3 separate regions of the Gossypium hirsutum genome follow, and regions 1 and 2 are each linked to region 3. A link is a contact called in public Hi-C data. All regions are on one chromosome and are shown on one strand. Each heading gives the region's core, a stretch centred on a gene start, on an enhancer-like site or on the middle of the called end of the contact. The rest is flanking DNA. Distances are from core to core; before and after follow the strand shown. Region 1 holds the start of LOC107951798 (tocopherol O-methyltransferase, chloroplastic). Region 2 holds the start of LOC107951850 (protein ROOT HAIR DEFECTIVE 3). Region 3 holds the start of LOC121213786 (cytochrome P450 89A2).

What was found. Hi-C and Micro-C count contacts between places; a contact is called where the count stands out from the background.
Region 1: a Hi-C map of leaf shows a contact between it and region 3, with 2.0 times the contacts expected there. The contact joins the promoter of LOC107951798 here to the promoter of LOC121213786 in region 3. A contact is called at or near these places in 2 of 34 Hi-C or Micro-C datasets (both in leaf).
Region 2: a Hi-C map of leaf shows a contact between it and region 3, with 2.0 times the contacts expected there. The contact joins the promoter of LOC107951850 here to the promoter of LOC121213786 in region 3. A contact is called at or near these places in 9 of 34 Hi-C or Micro-C datasets (callus, hypocotyl and leaf).

Annotation. Positions count from the first base shown.
Region 1 is chrA02:81,549,788-81,552,625 of Gossypium_hirsutum_v2.1, reverse strand. It overlaps LOC107951798 (tocopherol O-methyltransferase, chloroplastic), which reads right to left and starts at 1,494. Exons shown (of 6, transcript XM_016886942.2): 1 at 1,067-1,494. The coding sequence starts at 1,307.
Region 2 is chrA02:81,932,496-81,935,195 of Gossypium_hirsutum_v2.1, reverse strand. It overlaps LOC107951850 (protein ROOT HAIR DEFECTIVE 3), which reads right to left and starts at 1,395. Exons shown (of 23, transcript XM_016887013.2): 1 at 1,265-1,395; 2 at 499-648; 3 at 23-46. The coding sequence starts at 548.
Region 3 is chrA02:81,678,012-81,680,789 of Gossypium_hirsutum_v2.1, reverse strand. LOC121213786 (cytochrome P450 89A2) reads right to left here and starts at 1,352. Exons shown (of 1, transcript XM_041086889.1): 1 at 1-1,352. The coding sequence starts at 1,070.

The DNA of each region.
Region 1 (2,838 bases), core at 245-2,744, 130 kb after region 3:
TTTCAGTTATAGATATTATAAATTATAAAAAATCTGAAATGCCCTTATTCAATAACAGCATATTATTGTAGTATGGCTTGGCTGCCGACCACACCTATCCCAACGTTTTCCTTTTGGGTGGGGAGAAACGGATGGAAAGAGATAAGAAACGAAAGAAGATAAAAAATTGTTTTTTGGTTTCATGCTTGGAATGGAGAGTGAGAGAACCAAAAAATTTGTGTTTATGGTTTCATGCTTATTCAATAACAGCATACCTACAATAGGCCAATGATACATTTGTGTGTCTTTAAATGGAACCCATTTCAATTGCTATTTAGCTCTCACTTAAATTAAAGAGAGCTTTTGTGGCAAGCTAAATTCAGGGTTGAACAGGGCTTGAACAAATATAAAGTATATTAATATTATTAATATTATGTTTAGACTTCACTTAACTTATTTGGACAAAAATATTTATCTTACAAAAATACTTACCTTACAAAGTAAATTATATTATTTTGAAGATTTTTTATTATTCTATATAAGAAATAATGGGTATCATAAGTTAATATTAATTAAATGTTTAGTGAAATATTTTGGATAAAATATTTGTATAGAGTTTTAAAGTATTATATTAAAATAGTATTATAGATTTATTTTTTAATATATTTTAAATTAAATAATATATAAAAATAATAAATATAAAATATTATAAATTAAATATTCAAATCTAAACTCGACCTATATTTTAAATTCTAATTTTTTCCTCAAACCCTTCTATTTAACTTAATATTTTTAATTAAATCCTCTCAAATTTTACTTAAACCCTTAGAAATTTTACTTAAACCCTTCGGAAGGTCTTTTAACGAATATGCAAAAGTGGCACTAATTTCAAATAGTAATTTTAAATACAAACCTCAGCGCATAGACAAAATTGTAGAAACCTGAGCTGGCTTTCAACCACTGAATCCAGATTAATAGTTTGGGTTGAGCAGGTTTGGTTTCAAGTTGAATATTAGTGCTTTGTTATTCTTTATCCTTTGATTTTAATGGAATTTGACAAGTGGGTAGAAAAGAAAAGAAAACGAACCGGTTATTCCAGCGAAACGGAGCGATTCTTCAATCATTCGGATCTGGGCAGCTGGATGATCGGAGCCTGAAACATTGGAATCTGGATCGTAAAAACCATGATGCATATGGTCACCCCAAATGTCTTCCCAAAGCCCAGACGACTGGTCGTAGAACTCCGCTATCCCTTCCTGCAACGAGCACGCCCGATGCATGTGCGCATCGAGCGTGCTCGTTGCAGCGGTCTCGCCATGCGTCGTCATAAGTCTTGCCTGCCACGGAAAATACAAATAAGGGAATCGGAATGGGAATGGGAAGTTTGTAAGCAGATGTCACTTATTTATAATAATTTTTATCCACTTGAGTCATAGTGGTGGCTGCAGTTTTGTGATTGTGGGAGTGTATGAAGGGTAAAATAGAGAAAAATAATGGAATTGTAAGTTTGCTTCCAATCAATGTCAATGTCATGGTTTTAAATAGAACCGGTCAGGTGAGGTGAGGTGAGGTGAAGTGAATAATTTCAGTAAATATTTGCCCTACTTTGTCCCTTACTCTTTAAAATATTTTATTTTCCTTCTCACACACAATATATTTCTAGCATATGACATGGTTTTTTTTATTAATATTAATTCAATAAGAAATAATAAAGGTTTGATAGATGTCATGATATAAAAGAAGAATAAAAACAAGATACACTGGTACCATAGGAAGGCATTGTAGTATGGCTCGGCTGCCGACCACACCTATCCCAACGTTTTCCTTTTGGGTGGGGAGAAACGGATGGAAAGAGATAAGAAACGAAAGAAGGTAAAAAATTGTTTTTTGGTTTCATGCTTGGAATGGAGAGTGAGAGAACCAAAAAATTTGTGTTTATGGTTTCATGCTTATTCAATAACAGCATACCTACAATAGGCCAATGATACATTTGTGTGTCTTTAAATGGAACCCATTTCAATTGCCACTTTAACTCTCACTTAAATTAGGGATAGCTTTTGTAGCAACTTAAATTCAGGACTTGGACAAACATAAAGTATATTAATATTATGTTTAGACTTGACCTAACTCATCGGATAAAAATACTTACCTTACAAAGTAATTTATATTATTTTGAAGATTTTTTATTATTCTATATAAGAAATAATGGGTATCATAAGTTAATATTAATTAAAAGTTTAGTGAAATATTTTGGATAAAATATTTGTATAGAGTTTTAAAGTATTTATAATTTAATTATTAAATGATATAACAATTTTTTATTTTGATATAATATTAAATATATGGGAGGAGGTGTGAGAGGAATAATTCTAGCTTTTTTACTTAAATAATACAAAAAAAAATTAATAATTGAAATGGCATATCGATTAGATTATATACTAAAACAATATGATCTTATTAGTACCGCCTGTCAAATTGGCGATATTGAATTAAAATGTATTCAAGGAATTGATAAGCAAATTTTTCATATTAAGTGGCTACTAAAATAAAGTGAAAGGGTGCCCGTGGAAGCACCAAACCTTAAATTTTACATAAATTTGTTTATCATCTACGTTGTGGGGCAATATCTAATTATTATTAGAATAACAAAGCCGCACCCACCCACCACGTGGGTGAGTGATTAAAACTTAAATAATATATATATAATTACTTTTAAGAAATAAATTTTTTAAGAGAGGAAGGAATGGTTTTTAGAGAGCGTATGGTAAATGTTAGAGATGAGTTTTTTTGGGGTATGAAATAGTTTTCCTTTATTATTTTAATTTTATGTTTCTTTTTCCTCTGAATTGATGTGTATTG
Region 2 (2,700 bases), core at 146-2,645, 250 kb before region 3:
TTATTAGAAAAACGTAAGTTACCTTCCCTTAAATGCATCCATTTCCCTGAAATTGGTGCAAAACAAATGATTTAACAGTGTGCTTTTACCTGTTGAGATCATGGAAAACAAAATAAAACTTTAAATGGAACAATCAGAACTTACACAGCTACCATGATAAAACACCAAAACTAAAATCTTCCATGGCATGTGTTAGAATTTAAAAAAAAAAATTATGCAAGAAAGATATATACAAAACTAAATACAGAAGTTTCCAATAATACCATATGGAAGAAGTTCGTATCAAAGTGAAATATGAAAAATATGCCTTTGTGCAAAGCTGCAGTGACCAAACTCCAAGTTTATCATACTCTCACATGCAACCCAAGTATTTCTAATTAAGTATCATTAAAGAAAATGAGAACAAATAAGCAGCTCAGTATGACCTAGGAATAGGCACCTAAGGACCAAGAAAAGGACAAGTATAAAGCAAGATGTCATTAAGATAACAAAGCATACCGCTGCTCTGAGGTCCCATGATAGCAACCACAGCATATGACAACCCACATTCAGCAAGCTTAATTTCCTTGATAAGGCGGTCAGTTCCAACATCATTGAACAATCCATCTCCATCAATAAGTTGAATTGAATGACATTCCTCAGTCGTGGCTGTGAAGCGAAATGTCCGTATTATGTTTCAGTAAAGAGAATGAAGGTTCCATCAGCAACGTTAAGATTAAAATATCCATATCAATTGATCAAGGAAAATTTAAGAATATCTCAACTAAAAACAGTTAGTATATTCAGTAATTCAGACAGATAAATTTGGCAACTTTAATATCTACGGAGCTGATAAGCAAAATCGGATTTTCTCTTTTTCTTTTTTAGTTTTCTTCAGTTTCCTCAGCAACCAAACATGCAGTATACATAAAATCTATCTATAGACCCGATCCAAACAGAAAAATTAACTTCAGACTACAATACTTTACAGAAACTCTTAAAAAACCTAAAAACCAAGTTTAAATATAAATTTTAACATAAAAGAGATCGCATCGCTCATTAACTAATAGTAAAAGAACAAAATTATTAAGGCGGCGCTGATGCTAAAACGCTCTGGTTCAGTTACATCATAGAAATTAAACAAGAAACAGAAAAATTTTAACTAAACAAAGGAAGAAACGGATCACTTAAAACAGCTATAAACAGAGAGAAAATAATAAGGCAAAACAGAAATGGGAAAAGAAAAGAATAAGATGAGACGATGCGATGCGATGCGAGAACGTACCCATTGAATCTTGTTTGAAATTGATAGCTCAGAAACTGAGGAGATCGATGTCAATGAAAGACAGAGAAAGAGGAGTAAAATAGAGAGAGGCTTTGAAACTTGTCTTGAGTTTACTGCTTTTTTCTTTTCTTTAAAAGTGGGCTGGACTGGGTAATCAAAGACCGCAAAGTAAATAAGTTTAATTTTATCTTTAGTCCCTAAACCTGTTAGATTTCTCAAATTTAGTCCTTTCTTTTTTAATTTCAAGAATTTGATAACTACTTATAATTTGAAAATTAGATTCTAATGTTATTATTTCATTTCTATTAATTTGAGTAGCAGAATTTTAATGTTCAAAAGTATGGTTTGAAAAATTAAATCTCAATTGTAATAATGTATTTAAATTTAACATAATTCAATTAGCAATGGGATAGGTAGTAAAATTTGAAAAGTAAAAGAGAAAAAATTAGACCCACTTCGATAATAATTTTTTTCCTTTTTTATTAAATTTTAAAATTTCTTAATTTCTTAATAGATTAAAAAAAAATCAATACAAATTGAACTCAATGCATGCATCCTCAAATAAGTCTCCATACACCTCCAAACAAGGTGCAAAGATGGAAGCATCTGATTAGTTGTCCAAGACAAAAGGGAAAAGTTTTGGTAGGGAATTGTGTTTGGTTGGGGGGTCAGCTGCACGATCACCGATTCTAGCAGTGCCCATCAGCCGCCCATCCCTTTTTTTGCAAAAAGTGGGCAGTGTGTGATCGGCTGCTTTAACAGTCACTGCGCACGCACTCTAATAACCCAATGTTTCATAGCGGCATGGGTCCAGATGGAACCCACCAGAAACCAAATTTAAAATGAAAAAATGGGTATGGTTAAACCTTATATAAGACAATTAAAAAAAATTTAAACTCGGTACCCAAAGAATATTAAATCTTTTAATTTAATCACTCATCAATTGTGAGTTTTTTAAAGAATTAATAAAATTATTGAAAGACATAAATATTTTTTTTAATAAATTTTGTTGTTTAATTGAGTTGGTCTTATTTAATAATAGTAGAAATAAAGTGAAAATGAGATTGATTTTGTAAGGAAAAAAAAAACATATTATTAATTATGGTTATTAATATATTTATAGTTGTTGTTGCGATAACTTTTCTGATTCATAAAATTTATTTTAAAATTACATATTTACTTATTTGTACACAAATTATAATAAAAAATAAGAATTGTAATAATTTATAATAATTATATAAAAATTGAGATATTAAAGGAATTAAACTTGTTATAATAAATAAATTTTATAACAAGATCAATTGAGTAAAATGTGTTTCTATATAATCTTTCATTCCTTCAACTAAACATCCAAATTTTATATTCCAACCAAATTAACTAAATAATATAATCCCGTATTCCACCCATAATCTTACATTTCCATAATATTATCACAC
Region 3 (2,778 bases), core at 103-2,602:
TGTAAATCATCTTCTTTGATTTCCTCTCCATCTCCCACAACCCCTTTAATTTCAAGAAATAACTTATCTTGAATATGAGGGTATTTCACCAAATTTGCCATAACCCATTGCAAAGCAGTGGAGGTAGTATCAGTACCAGCATTAAGGAATTCAGAGGCCAAACTAAAAATTTCTCCTTCAGTAAGTTTCCTTTTCTCTTCTGGTAACTCCAAATCCAATAAAGTATCAACGTATGCCAAAACATAATCATCGCTTTTCTTATCACTCAATTTCTCCTCTTTAGCTTTCTTTCTTGCTCTTATCAATGGTATCAGCACATCCTCTTGATCTTTACGTCGCTGAAAAAACTCCTGCCATCGCTTACGAAGCAAAACCTTGGTCACCTTAGGCCAAAAGTTAAGTATATTGAACCTTTCCAACCCCAGCAGCCCTCTTCGCACAACATCCTCGATCTTTTTTATCTGCTCCTGACTAAGCTTGTCACCAAAGCACATTAAAACCAGTAAACAAAACATAGCATATTGAAAATGAGTTAAAACCTGAACTGGTTCTCCGGTTTTAGCCTTTGATTGCAAAATATCAAAAAGAATGTCCAAAACCCATTTACGTGCATGAGAATACGACTTGATACGCGAAGGATGGAGAATTTCTGATGTCAGGTTCCGCCGCAAAACCCGCCAGTTCGGTCCATACGGGGCGGAGCTGATGTTGTGTTGGTTGCTACTCATGATTTTGCTAATAGGAAGAGCTTTGGGGCGGTCGGAAAACAGTGAACCGCTTTGGACTAACGCCTGGTGAGCAAGGGAACGATCGGAGACAAAGATGGAGGGGCGAGGACCAATGTGGAGAGTGACCATGGAACCATACTTTTTGCGAAGGTTGCGGAGTATTGGCTCGATTTCGAAGAAAGATTTGCGGAGAAATAAGAAGTTGCCAATGATAGGGAAAGTGGAAGGGCCTGGAGGGAGAGTGTGGGTAAGCTTTTTGGGAGGAGAGAAGAGGTTGAAGAAGGCTTTGAGAATAATGGAAATGGAGAAAGCGACGAGGAGGATGAAGAACCAAGATTCCATTTGGGTATAGTAGAGTGACGGAGTAGACGAAAGAGAAAATAGTGTTTGAGTTTATAAGGCTGCCTATCTTCCATCTTTGTTTATTTTGTGGTTGTGGATTGTCAACAAACAAACGAAATTACTTTCATTGCTTTTAAAATACTGAAAAGGATTTTCCTATCAAAATAATTCATTAGCTTATTTTTAGAAATATGCTGAATATAAAAAAAATTGAGGAAGTATGCTTTTTTTTTTAATTTACCGATTTTTATTGTTTTTTGAAAGAATAAGAAAAACGCATCCTATAATATACATTTTCCTTTTAATGATAACTATTTCAATGGTAACTTTTTCAATAATTACAAGGGCCCATTAGTCATAATTTTTTCCAATATAAACATCTCTAAATTTCATTCTTATTAACTCAATCCCCATTTCTCATTTCTCAATTATTTTTTTAAATCTTTCTCTAAATCTTATTCTTTTCGATTTTATTTTATTCCTTATAATTTGTAAAATGGCAAATCAGTTTATTTGTCTAGATGACAAGCATATATCTGGCTTTCAATTACAAATAGTAAGAAAATATTATTAAATTATTTAATTTTAAATAATTAATTATTATGTTGTTAACATTATTAATTTTTTATGTTTATATACTCAAGCCGAAGATCGGATTTCGGAGACGTACATAAACAATTTAAGTGAAGCTACATCGGAGGTCATTTATGATCATTTGCGAGATGCAGGATTTTTTTACGTGGCTCACATGCTTGAGGGGACTAAATTGGATTCGCTACCTATTAATGGTTTGGTCAAAAGATGGAGTCTAGAGACACACACATTCCATCTTCCCTGTGATAAGTGTACAATTACACTCAAAGAAGTTAGTTTACAACTCTGTCTACTGATCGATGGGGAAGTCGTTACGGGGTTAATGCTTAGTGTCGGTTGTAGTGCAACATGCGAGAAACTACTAGAGAAAGTGTCGAACAAGTTTAGGGGTAGTCGGATTGAGATGAGATGGTTGGAGGACAAGTTCAAAACTATCGAGCATTTCGCGAGTAACGTTGAAAAGAACAACCCGCGCGCGCATTCATCTTAAGGTTGATTAGGGGTCTACTTTATGCCAAATAAATCTTGAAATCTGGTACATTTAAAGTGGCTACTACTACTAGCCAACTTGAAAGAAGCGGGGCGACTTAGTTGGGGATCAGCAATGCTGTCGACATTGTATCGAGAAATGTGTCAAGCGATGAAACCAAAAAAGTTAAAATCAGTTGTTGCATGCTCCTTTTTTAATCGTGGGCATGATATCGACTACCATTTTTATGCCCCTCGAGTGGACCCCTTTATGAATTCTCACTTGTAATATGGTAAAATTCATTTGATAATATTATTATCGTTTTAATTTTTCATTGTTGTAATTTTGAATTAACATATTATTTTAATAAAGGAAACAACTGTGCGAGACACAACGAAATACCAACCGAGCTCGAGGATATCTGACTAGCTTTAGATCAACAAACCAAAGAGAAGGTTAGTTTATGAATTTCAAAGTTATCAGTTTCTTATTCAAGCATTTGAAATTAAATATTGGGCACGTGCTAAAATTTATAAATTTTTACTATAGTTTCTTTGGATGCAAATTTTTACTGCGATTTGTTTGGATATCATATGCAGATCCGAGGATTCATGAATACGTCCCGACTAAATTTTTGGCCAATTG